3 separate regions of the Mus musculus genome follow, and regions 2 and 3 are each linked to region 1. A link is a contact called in public promoter capture Hi-C data. All regions are on one chromosome and are shown on one strand. The core of a region is the stretch at or near the end of the contact, and the rest is flanking DNA. Distances in the headings are between cores, read along the strand shown.

The links. Promoter capture Hi-C pulls out the DNA fragments that hold promoters and counts their contacts.
Region 2: a promoter capture Hi-C map of neural stem cells shows a contact between it and region 1. The contact joins the promoter of Tgm2 here to the promoter of Ghrh in region 1. A contact is called at or near these places in 1 of 39 promoter capture datasets (neural stem cells), 2 of 115 datasets of contacts at active chromatin or transcription factors (both in embryonic stem cells) and 1 of 9 other capture datasets (embryonic stem cells).
Region 3: a contact with region 1 is called in a promoter capture Hi-C map of embryonic stem cells, with 3 times the contacts expected there. The contact joins the promoter of Vstm2l here to the promoter of Ghrh in region 1. A contact is called at or near these places in 7 of 39 promoter capture datasets (the 3T3-L1 cell line, embryonic stem cells, hematopoietic stem and progenitor cells and 3 more), 1 of 484 Hi-C or Micro-C datasets (the G1E-ER4 cell line) and 1 of 9 other capture datasets (adipose tissue).

Annotation. Positions count from the first base shown.
Region 1 is chr2:157,344,961-157,348,518 of GRCm38.p6, forward strand. Ghrh (growth hormone releasing hormone) reads right to left here and starts at 1,695. Exons shown (of 5, transcript NM_010285.3): 1 at 1,612-1,695.
Region 2 is chr2:158,144,456-158,148,013 of GRCm38.p6, forward strand. It overlaps Tgm2 (transglutaminase 2, C polypeptide), which reads right to left and starts at 1,937. Exons shown (of 13, transcript NM_009373.3): 1 at 1,836-1,937. The coding sequence starts at 1,845.
Region 3 is chr2:157,912,816-157,916,373 of GRCm38.p6, forward strand. Vstm2l (V-set and transmembrane domain containing 2-like) reads left to right here and starts at 1,838. Exons shown (of 4, transcript NM_198627.2): 1 at 1,838-2,116. The coding sequence starts at 1,996.

The sequences.
Region 1 (3,558 bases), core at 445-2,944:
CCTGGGGACCAGGTGGCTGGGTCTGGTCCAGATCTTGGAAGTGAGAGTTGCTTCTCTAAGCTGCCTCCTTCTTCCCTCCCTTCCTTCCTTGAAGGGCACAGGAGTCAGAAGCAGGGTGGGGATGGGGAGACCTTGGTAAATTTACACCTACCTTCAAGACAGTGGAAGTGGATGTAGAAAAAGGGAATCCAGGCCAGTGAGATGGCGCAGCAGATAAAGGTGCTTCCCACGCAGACCCAAGCACTTCCATTCCATCCCTGGGACCCGCATAAGTTAGAAGGAGAGGGGGCAGCCCTGCAAAGTTGTCCTCTGACCTCTACACACACACTAATAACAAAGTCAAAAGGGCTGGAGAGATGGATCAGTGGTTAAGAGCACTGACTGCTCTTCCGAAGGTCCTGAGTTCAAATCCCAGCAATCACATGGTGGCTCACAACCATCTGTAATGGGATCTGACTCCCTCTCTCTTCTGGAGTATCTGAAGAGAGCTACAGTGTAATTACATAAAGATATAAAAGGAAGGAAGGAAGGAAGGAAGGAAGGAAGGAAGGAAGGAAGGAAGGAATTGAAAAGATCCCAGGGAGGAAGCAGCTGCTCTGTCAGCCTGGACCCAGAGGAGCAGATGCTCATCCCATAGAGATGGGATCTCAAAACTAAGATTCTCTTCTTGTCTGAGTCTCCCAGAGGCAAACCCCACCCTCAGGTTCACAACATCCAGATCTGAAGCCTGGGGGGTGAGAGGGAGAAGAAACAAATGGGTCCCTGCAAGAGAGGAGGGCAACTGCTTAGTGGGAGAACCCCGACGGAGCATCCCTGGGGTCCCGGGTTCCACCCTCAGCACCAGAAAAGGAATGAAGATCCGTGAGAGAAAGCCGGAGGAGACTGACAATTTCAGCGAGCAATTGTGGTGTTTGTCATCTCCCTCACTGGACTGTTTTGAAGCAAATCCCAGACTGGTAAATATTTCAGCACGTATCTCAAGCAAGAGAAGGGTTCTTTCTTTAACAGAGTCACAATCCCATTATCATCCTTTAAGGAAAGAAAGAGTCTAACGGTAATTCCTATAGAGGGCAATTTGACGAAGCCTCAGAATGGAAGCCAGGCCAACGGTCCTTAAGCCACAGCCATCACAAACCCATGATAAGGAATTTAAATTCTCCCAAGATAATTATAGCCAAGGTGAAGAGGAGATTGGAAAGGCAGGGATTTTAGAAGCTTTTGGGGGGGGGGCCTGGGAAGGAAATGTTATTTTAAAGGGTGGTGGGAATGAGGTATAGAAACATTTGTAGAACATAAAAGAAAAACGGTTTTCTTGATTCCATTTTTCTCACCCAGGGGCCTTTAGTCATAAATAAGAAACGGGTACCAGGTCTGAAGTGAACCAAATCAGATAAAAATAACAAAAGAGGAATGGCTAAATGCAACAAAAGAGATGGACCCAGCTCATTTCCCACCCAGGCTATGCAGTTCCGTGCACTTCACAAGGAAGGGTATTTAGCCATATTGCTGTTCATCAGAGGTCTGTGAACTCCTATGAACCAATTAGTGAGGATATTGTCCCTCAGTAGCGGCAGCAGGAGAGCTAGGTTCAAAATTTACATGTCTACTTACTCTGTGATGTTGTGGGAGCCAGATGAGCAGGGAGCCGCAACCAGGAGAGACCTGCGACCTGGAGAGCCGGCCTGGATCACCAGTGATGCCCAGGCCCTGACGATCTCATCTTAAGGCCAGCAGGAGCAGGACTCCTCCTTCTCTGCCCTGGGCCTGTATGTTCCAGAGCACGTACATGGCCTTTTGGCTCCACTTCTGCTACTCTGAGGTAGTCATCACCAGTTTTCGGGTTATAGGTTAAATTTCCTCTCTGAGTAAGGTCATGTCCAGATAGCAAGCACCTCAGGTCCTTTTCATGCAAATAAAATATTCCCTTCACTGTGGCCTTGGCCAGTGATGCACATTCTCTCTGAGTGCCCCTACTCACTCCCCAAAAGTTTAAATAGCATTTGTGCTCCTCAACTGAATGAGTTGCTCAGTAAAGCCTGCCTCCAGAGTCTGTTCGTTTTGTTTTGTTTTGTTTTGTTTTGTTTTGTTTTGTTTTGTTTTTTCAAGACAGGGTTTCTCTGTGTAGCCCTGGCTGTCCTAGAACTCACTCTGTAGACCAGGCTGGCCTCGAACTAAGAAATCTGCCTGCCTCTGCCTCCCAAGTGCTGGGATTAAAGGCATGCACCACCATTGCCCAGCCAGAGTCTGTTCTTGTTGGGCTCACAACAGCCTGAGGTTTCTATCACCTCCAGCCATTCCTGCCTTGATTTCCCATTTAGGCCACCAGTCAATTCCCTGGCATCGTGCCAATCAGGGAAGAGGAGCAGGTGGCACTGTTACTCTTTAATATTGGGCAAGTTAGAGCCTCTCTCTGAACTGATTTGTGAACCGAAGGTGGTAGACTCCAGATTTGATGCGCCAATAAACTACCTAATAAAGCGGTGTGCAGCTCCTGGGGTTCAGAACGTGTTCCTGGGACTTGGCTCGGTGTTCCGTGGCATCTGCAGAACGCTCCAATAAGCTCAATGAAAGGTGCCATGGAGACGCCTTGTGCTTATTATGCCGGTTCGTGCCTTGGAAAACAGTCAGGACTGTATTCTACGGACCCCTGGAAAGAAAACGGAAGGCAGCCCTTGGGGAGCCCCTAGGAGGTGGCTAGGAAGGCGTGCTGTCCGGATGCCGCTTCCAGCCATCCACAGATGGGCTGGGTTGCCCAAAGCCCAGGAAACAAATTGAACAAATCAGCTAAAATGACTGTCCAGTGTCCCGTTTCCACACACCATGGCACAGAAAGGGATTTGGTGGGTGGTTGCCAGGGACCGGGGACTGCAATGAAGCTAGAAGAGCGGGGCCTGACCGAGCATGCCGGATGTTGCTGTCCTCTGTTTCTGGATCCTGGGACAGGGGCCTGTGGAATTGTGTATGTCCAGAGCCTTAAGAACTGGTGTTGGAGAGGAGCCAGACAGAGTAGGCGAGAAACAAAACAGACTCTGTCCTATGTGCAGAAGAGAAGCCCTTTTCCCGAGTGAGTCTTGCTTCTGACAGGCTGCGGCATCTGGAGAGAGGAGACTCGACTCCAGCTGCTCCTGCTTCTATTTCTAGTTCCTCCAGTGGGCCTCGCCGGCTCCCATCACCAGGTCTCTTGCTCATCCAGCCCTCATCCAGGAAGGCAGCTAGCTCTTTGTCCCTGCCAGCCTCTGCTTAGAGCTTGGTGCTGACCGCTGCCCTCCCCTGCCTGCCTGTTTCCAACAAACTGCTGCATTTCAGACCCTTAAAAACAAAACAAAGCTGTACTGGCCACCACAGCTCTTTATGTACTTGTCTCTTCTTTTAATTTAAAAATTAAAATTTTATTTACTTTTATTTTTTAGTTTCTAACCTTTGTCTTTCCTCCTTTCTCTCTCTCTCTCCCCTCCCCCTTTCTTTTCTTTTCTTTCTTTCTGCCTTCCTTTCTTTCTTTCTTTCTTTCTTTCTTTCTTTCTTTCTTTTTTCTTTTTTTAAATCCCTTTGAGACAGAGT
Region 2 (3,558 bases), core at 687-3,186, 800 kb after region 1:
GATAGGCTCACAGCTGATGATGACATGAGGTTTTCTTCCCCAGAGCAGCACAGGGCAGGAGGCAGGAGTGGGTTGGATGGTGAGGGCAGCAATGTATCACCCTATCCTTACTTTACGGATGCCCAATTTTCTCCAAAAGAAAAGGCTTTAAAACGACAGCTCGGGAGTATTAAGGACCTGTGTTTTCATTCTCTGTGTTGCTTTGTGATCCTAGACAAGTGAACCTCAAAGGGTGCTAAGAAGTCAAGAGGGGGGGGAGGCAGCCCCAGAGAGAGGCGTGCACTGTGAAGTTTTATTTTCAGTTCCAGGAGGAGCTGAGGACCTGGGTAAGCACTAGGTGACAGGTGTGGGATGGGATGGGGTGGGGGTGGGGTCTGAACAGGCTCATGGTCAGGTCTAGGGAGTCCTTCTGCTTGAGAGAGTAGGCACTCTCAGAGATTTCAGACCACTGAAGGACATGTGATCCCACTGAGGCCCAGGGTGAGGACTGGCCCAAAGTCTTCCAGCCTAGTTTCCGGGCCCCCTGCTGTGCACAAGTTCCAAATTCAGGGAAACCATCCTGGAAGTACAGAAGGCTTCTACAAAAACCACCTCAAGTGAAAGGTCTGTGGCCCTTGCTACAAATCAAAAAGCAGGTGCCTGGTAATGACCGACCACACCACAGCAAAGAAGTTAACGCCACTGCCACTGAGGCTGGGCAGACCCACAAAATCCTCAACGTTGGAAGGCTCAAGCAGGAAAAAGGCCATTTTTCTAGAAGCCCTGGTGGCAACCATCCCCTGGCCTGGGGAGACAGGGTGGAGTACCCCACCCACACAGGCTGAAGGGTGCAGTAGCCAGGGTTCAGAGTCATAGAGGCCAGGGGGAACCTTGGTGGAGGAAGCCCCAGCAGAGTAATCCGGGGCTGTCTCTGAGGTCCCCCAGATTTTGGGGATAGGGATGGAAAACTGCCTTGCAGATAAGCAGCCCCTTTGGTGACACTTCACAGCCTGTTGAGGTTTCAGAAAAAGGAGTGACCGAGGCCTCTGGAATTTCCCTGTTTGCTTCAGGTCCCTCTGAACATCCCCTCTCTTGCCTCATGTCCCTTCTCTGAGGTCACAGTGCAGGCAGATGCCATCCCTGAATGGACTTGACCTTATAGTCAGCTGGGATTCTGGTCTGACCGTGTTAGGAACATCCTCCATTGTACAAGTCCTGACTCATGTGATCCCGAGTGTTTCCCATGCACACATGTGAGCACATGTGAAGGAGGCAGGCAGGGAATGAACAGGACCCTGGACCCTCTCCACTCTTCTCAGCCCTGTGGCTGTACCAAGGCTGGTCCAACTGCCCCTAACTTACAGCAGAGAACCCTGAGCTTCAACAAGTGGACAAGGAGAATCTGGGCTTGGAGAACACGAGGGCTCAAGAGGACCTGAAAGAACAGGCAGGCCTGGCTTCAGTGGCGCTCCACCAGATGCTGGAATTGAGACCACAGAATCAGCCAGGAAAGTTGTACCCCTTTCCAGGCACAGAGAAAAGCCAAGTGCCCCCTGCGCTGGCCAGCATCCCTGAGTGGCTCCCCTGCACCTGGCACACAGCAGGGACCCAGTTCTTAACTACTTATTGGGAGACCCATGACAGTAACTCACCCTTCCCAGTACACCTTCTGGGTAGCATTTTCACCTCATCCAAGGGGCAGAATTAACGGCTATGCCCTGGGGTGGGGAAAACTGAGGCCAACAATTCAGGGCCAGCAAGGTGCCTCCCATTGGCCCACCTGTCGCTCTCCTCTGGAGCTTTGGAGACAGCCCAGCCTGCTCCCGACTCTACCTCCCCGCGGCCCAGGCACTCACCCTCTGCCATGGCCAGGCTAGCGGCGACAGCTCAGACGCAGCGGGACACTCAAGCGAGGATCACCAGCGCGGTGCTGCGGACCAGCCGCGCGGCGCGAACTTATAGCCCAGGGCGGCCGGGCGGCCGGGCGGGCCCCGGGCGGGGCGGGGCGGACACCCCCGGCTGTCTGTCCGGGAACTAAGGCTGCCGGGAGCGCCCCCTGCTGGACACAGGACGACCTCGGAACAGACACCTGGAGCGTGTGACCAATACCCTAGACACAGAGATATGCTCCACAAGCCAAACCAGTGGCCAAGAACACGCACCTCTCCACACATATACATGAATATACCACACACACACACACACACACACACACACACACACACACACACACAGATACGTATGCACATACATACCACATCCATACATACACATAAACCATCTACACATGTATACTATACACACACATACTGCATGCAAACACATGAACATGCCATACACACATGCACATGGAGCAGGCACACACACACACAACCAAGCCGACAGATAACCATAGAGATCCACACATAGTCCCATAGAATCAACTAACAATTTTGGACACACAATGCTTAAAGGAACATCCCACATTAAGTCACATTGCAAACCTAGAGAGCCAGGACATAGGCATAGCCAGACACGGGGCTGGGTTTCCACGAAGCCACATATAACCCTCAAATGCGTAGGTATCTGGATGTGGGTGCTTATAGACTCTTGGCAGACAGGGGTGCAGGTACTGGCACGCGGACTCCCACAGACACCCATACCCTTCCTGTCCCACCCAGCCACTCATTCCGATAATTCCCCCACCCACCCATTGCTCGCCCATCCTCTTGCCTATCCCTGTTCCCATCCCTCTCCCTGTGCTAGCCCACTGTGAACTACAGCCAGAAGAGCCCAGGGACCACCGTACCGCTGACCCTTCCCATGGACCAACTCCATCCTGGCTTCTCTGATGACAGCTTGCTAAGCTCCCTTACCACCATGGAGCCTGAGTGGGCGACTTCTTGAAAAGGCATAGGCCTGTGAATCCCTCTAGCCCTTCTTCTGGAACACATTGCATGACTGGCCGCTTTGACCTGAGAGGATACCCCCAGACTCTATTTGAGTGTGACTCAGGGTGCCAAGACAAGCCCATACAGTCCTTGGGGACCCCGGGGTCACCCCACTTTATGGTAGTTGTTATAGAAATTGCTCCCTGTGACTGGTGAAGGACCAGAGGGAGGAGTTGGCGAGTGACCACCAGACAAGAGGCAATTCTTGATTACGCATGCTGCCCCTGACAGTTAGGGGCTCAGGGAGGTATCTCGCCTTTGGGGGCCTCCATTCCATCCTGTGAGGAATAAGGACAAGAATTCATTCCTCATGAGTTTGAATGGGGCATAGTCAAAGTGGTCAACACTAGGGACTCTTGAGCCCAGGCTGGCCTAAGAGTGTCAGCCCTGTCAGAGAAGGTAAGAGCTGTGTCCGCTGACCTTTCCCATCCTAGAAGGACGCATTCTTCCTACCCTTGTCTCCACCCAAGTGCCTCAGAGAACAGGTATGTTATGAAGTCATCCAGACCCCTGCTGTGACTACCATAGAACCCACAGCCAGCCCTCCTAGGGCTGATGTGGAGGCCTGGTCACTCTTGCTACCATCATGTCCCTTTGTTCCTATTTGTATGGTGGCAGCCCTTCCTCCTTAAAGTCCTGTCTAGGTTCC
Region 3 (3,558 bases), core at 588-3,087, 570 kb after region 1:
GAGGACTTGGACCTTGTTCAGGAAAGCCCTCCCTGGTTCTTACCTTCCAAAGCTGTAACAAGGAGGGCTGAGTTAAGGCTGCTCAGATATATGCCTGAGAGTCTGGTCTCTACTTCCTGGACCAACACACTTTTAGCATTGCCCTGCTTTAAGCAGCAAGTTCAGCCTTTCTGAGCCTCAGTTTCCTGACAATGATAGGACAGATATAGTACCTAGAGGCTGTTCTGGAAGGACCTGAGACTTCTTGTCCCTTTGCTGTGCCCTTCCCTCCAGTCTCACTCAGTCTCTGTCTCTCTGTCTGCCCCTCTTCATATTTTGAAATGTATTTATTTACTTCCAATCTGCGTTTGAAGAGGAGAACACTCGGGTCCGATCCCCGGTTCTGCCACCACAGTGTTCTGGAAAGATCTTGGATAGGAGTTTAAAGAGCCTCTGCACAGCTGGCTGATGCTGAAGAGGAGCTGTCCGTGGTGCTGAAACTGTGCCTCTAACATGCAACACCTAGCAGGGAGGGAAACTTGAGTTGATCCTGGTGACAACAGTATACTATCCACCATAATATCTGAAAGGGGCATAGGGAGACAGAATAAAGACAGCAAGCACGGTGTGTCACTCCGCTTTTTAGATCTCTCAAACTTTAGGTACTGTGAGCCGTGCTGGAAGCTGGATCCCTGCGGTGCTGTGTGTGTGGAGCGGGGATCTGTCCACGGTGCTGAACCCTCGCATCTAATCACCCCCGAGGCGCTGTCCGCGGTTCTTAAAGGATGAAACGAAAAGGGTGCTGTCCGCAATGCTGAAACAATGCCTGCCGGCGAAGGCAGAGGAGAAATGAGGGTAGGAAGAATCCTTCCCGGGGTCCGAAACCTTGCTCCGGATCTTCTCAAGACCTCGGAGAAGGCAGCCTTATGAAATAGGCTTTTCTTTAAAATAACCCCCCAACCCTCTTTTCCTGTCACAAAAGCCTCAGTTAAAGAGTCAAGGAAGGAATCAGAATTGGACTGCCACTCTTGGGAATGAAAGAGTCTTCATGGTTTACACACACAGACACACACACACACACACACACACACACACACACACTCCATCTAGACCTTTCATCTAGGGAGAGCCTTACAGTCCAGAAGGGGGCGATCCAGTTCACTGTGTAGAACCCCAACACCTCTAAGCTAGGAGCCCCACTAACTGCTGAGTCCCAGAGACAGGAACCACAATGATAACTACATTGTGTGGGCGCCACGATGTTCCCCACTTTACCCACCTAACTCCAAAGACCCCCCCCCCCCCAACCCCCGACACACACTGCTTCTGGTGGTGGCGTCTGTCCCCATTTTTCAGACGAAGAACTCGAGGACAGGAGAAACTACGCGTGATCACACGGGGACCCCAAAGCTGCCAGATCTTAAACTAGTTCACCTATGTCTCATCCCGGGTGCGCCCCCCACCCCTATTCACCTGTCCTGCACCTCGCCTGGCCCTGGCCCCAACACTACCCAGCTGGCAAAGTTGAGCGGCCCCTCCAGCGCACGGGTCTGGTGGCAGGTCGGATGTTTATCCCCAACGATCGGATTTCGACTCCCAACACCCTAGTGTTCCGCCCTGCGGGGGGTTAGGTCCCCAGGTGGCCTTCCACCCCCGGGCCTGCCCCACCCCCGCTCCCGCGCGGGAGGCCAGTTGCGAGTACCGCTTTAAAAATCCCAGCCTGGGCAAAACTTTGATGATAAATCAAGCTGCGGATCCCTCCGCCGCCGCCGGCTCAGGGCGGGGAGCGAGGGGGAGGGCGGGTGCGCGGCGGCGCGGAGTGGCCTTCCGCGCAAGCGAAGAGTCCCGCAGTCGGAGGCGGCGGGCTGGGCGTGCGCTCGCTGCCTGCAGCCGGGGCCGGGCCGGGGCCAGCAGGAGAGGGCGGCGGCGGCGCCGGGCAGGGTACGGCGGGCGCGGGCTTTGCGGGCTGCGGAGCCCCGATGTGAGGCGGCGGCGCCCCCGGCCGGAGCGCGCAGCATGGGGGCCCCGCTGGCCGCGGCGCTGGGCGCCCTCCACTACCTGGCACTTTTCCTGCAACTCGGCGGCGCCACGCGACCCGCAGGCCATGCGCCCTGGGACAACCACGTCTCCGGACACGGTGAGTTTGCGCGCAGCCCCCACGGACTTCCCCCCACTGAACCCCACCCCGGTCGCAGCCGCTCCAACTTGGCGGTCGCGGTGCTCGAACCTGCGCCGACTGATGCTATGGCCCAGAGTTCCGGGGCGCCCTCTGCTGGGACTGGGGACCCACCCTGTCTCCTATCGGGGCCAGCTCTGCGAGAAGGGGTTCCCAAGAGCACACTCGCTCTGGCCCCAGCTCGCAGAAGACCCCCTCCACGCGCGTACACACTCACACGGATACACACACCTCTGCGACCATACAGATGTCTCCAACCGCGGACACACTCAGCCACGCTCACTGCATCCCACACTCACAACTCTGCACATCCCCTCTGAGCCTCTCCTCGCTGGTAAATATACTTGTGCCCACTACGCACACGAATCAGACACTGGCTGGTGGCTCACCCTGCCAGCTGGCACTCGGGCACACACGCTTCGCTTCGCCACAACTCTTGCCTGTCTGCCTGCAGACACGGATACACATGCACGCACGCACTTGTGCACACACTTTGCCCACCCACTTCTCTCTGCCCCGATTCCTTTCTCCTTTGTGGGTTTAACGCTGAAACTGCTCCTGCATCCTCTTCATCAGGATCCATCCCTTCCACGGCCGGGAATGGTCCTGAGGGGCGCCAGATGCTGTTGCTTAAGACCTGCTAGCCTGGGTGGCAGCTTCCTTTGCCATCCATGTGGGTGGGTGGCATCCAGGGGTAGGGACAGTCTGGGGATAAGAAGGTAGGGACGGAGAGCTGGGATACACTGGAGTAGTTGAGGTCTATTCTTTCAGCTAGAGGCCAGGAGTAAAGAGGAATGTAGGGTGTTTGTCCCTGGGGGGATCATGAACCCCTTGAATCCTACAGGACACCCCCATCTCGGGGACCCCATCTCAACCTTGCCCCTAGAGGACTGAAATGTTGAACTCCAGCATTGTGGGAGCAAGGAGAAAGCAAGTGCTGCCTGCACGAGTGTCTGAAGCGCCTTTCCTCCCCACAGGAGCCCAAGTTGGCAGCAGAGTTGGGTGGTGTGGGGCAGGCAGCTGTGGAGGCTCCCTGCCCCTGAGCCATGCTGTGTGATGGGGCAGGGGTGGTTGAAACCAGAGGTGACCCTGCTTCCGTCCATCCCTTCCCTCATCAGAGGCTACAGCACACGTGCTGTGCTCTGTGTGCCCAGGCTGGGAGAGGTTTGAACAAAGGGCTGAGAACAGGATGATTTCTTTTGATGGGAGTGAGTTAAAGGTGTGCGCCAGAGCCTGGAAACCCAGGCAAGGCCTTTTACAGGTGTGCTGCACGATTGGGGTTGCTCCAGAGGGAGGGGTTTTCAAAGCCATGCTCAGAATTCCTGTGCCTAAGGGAAGCCCAGATCCCCGTATCTACATACACCTCACCTCCTCGCTATGTTGGACAAAAACCTCTCACATAC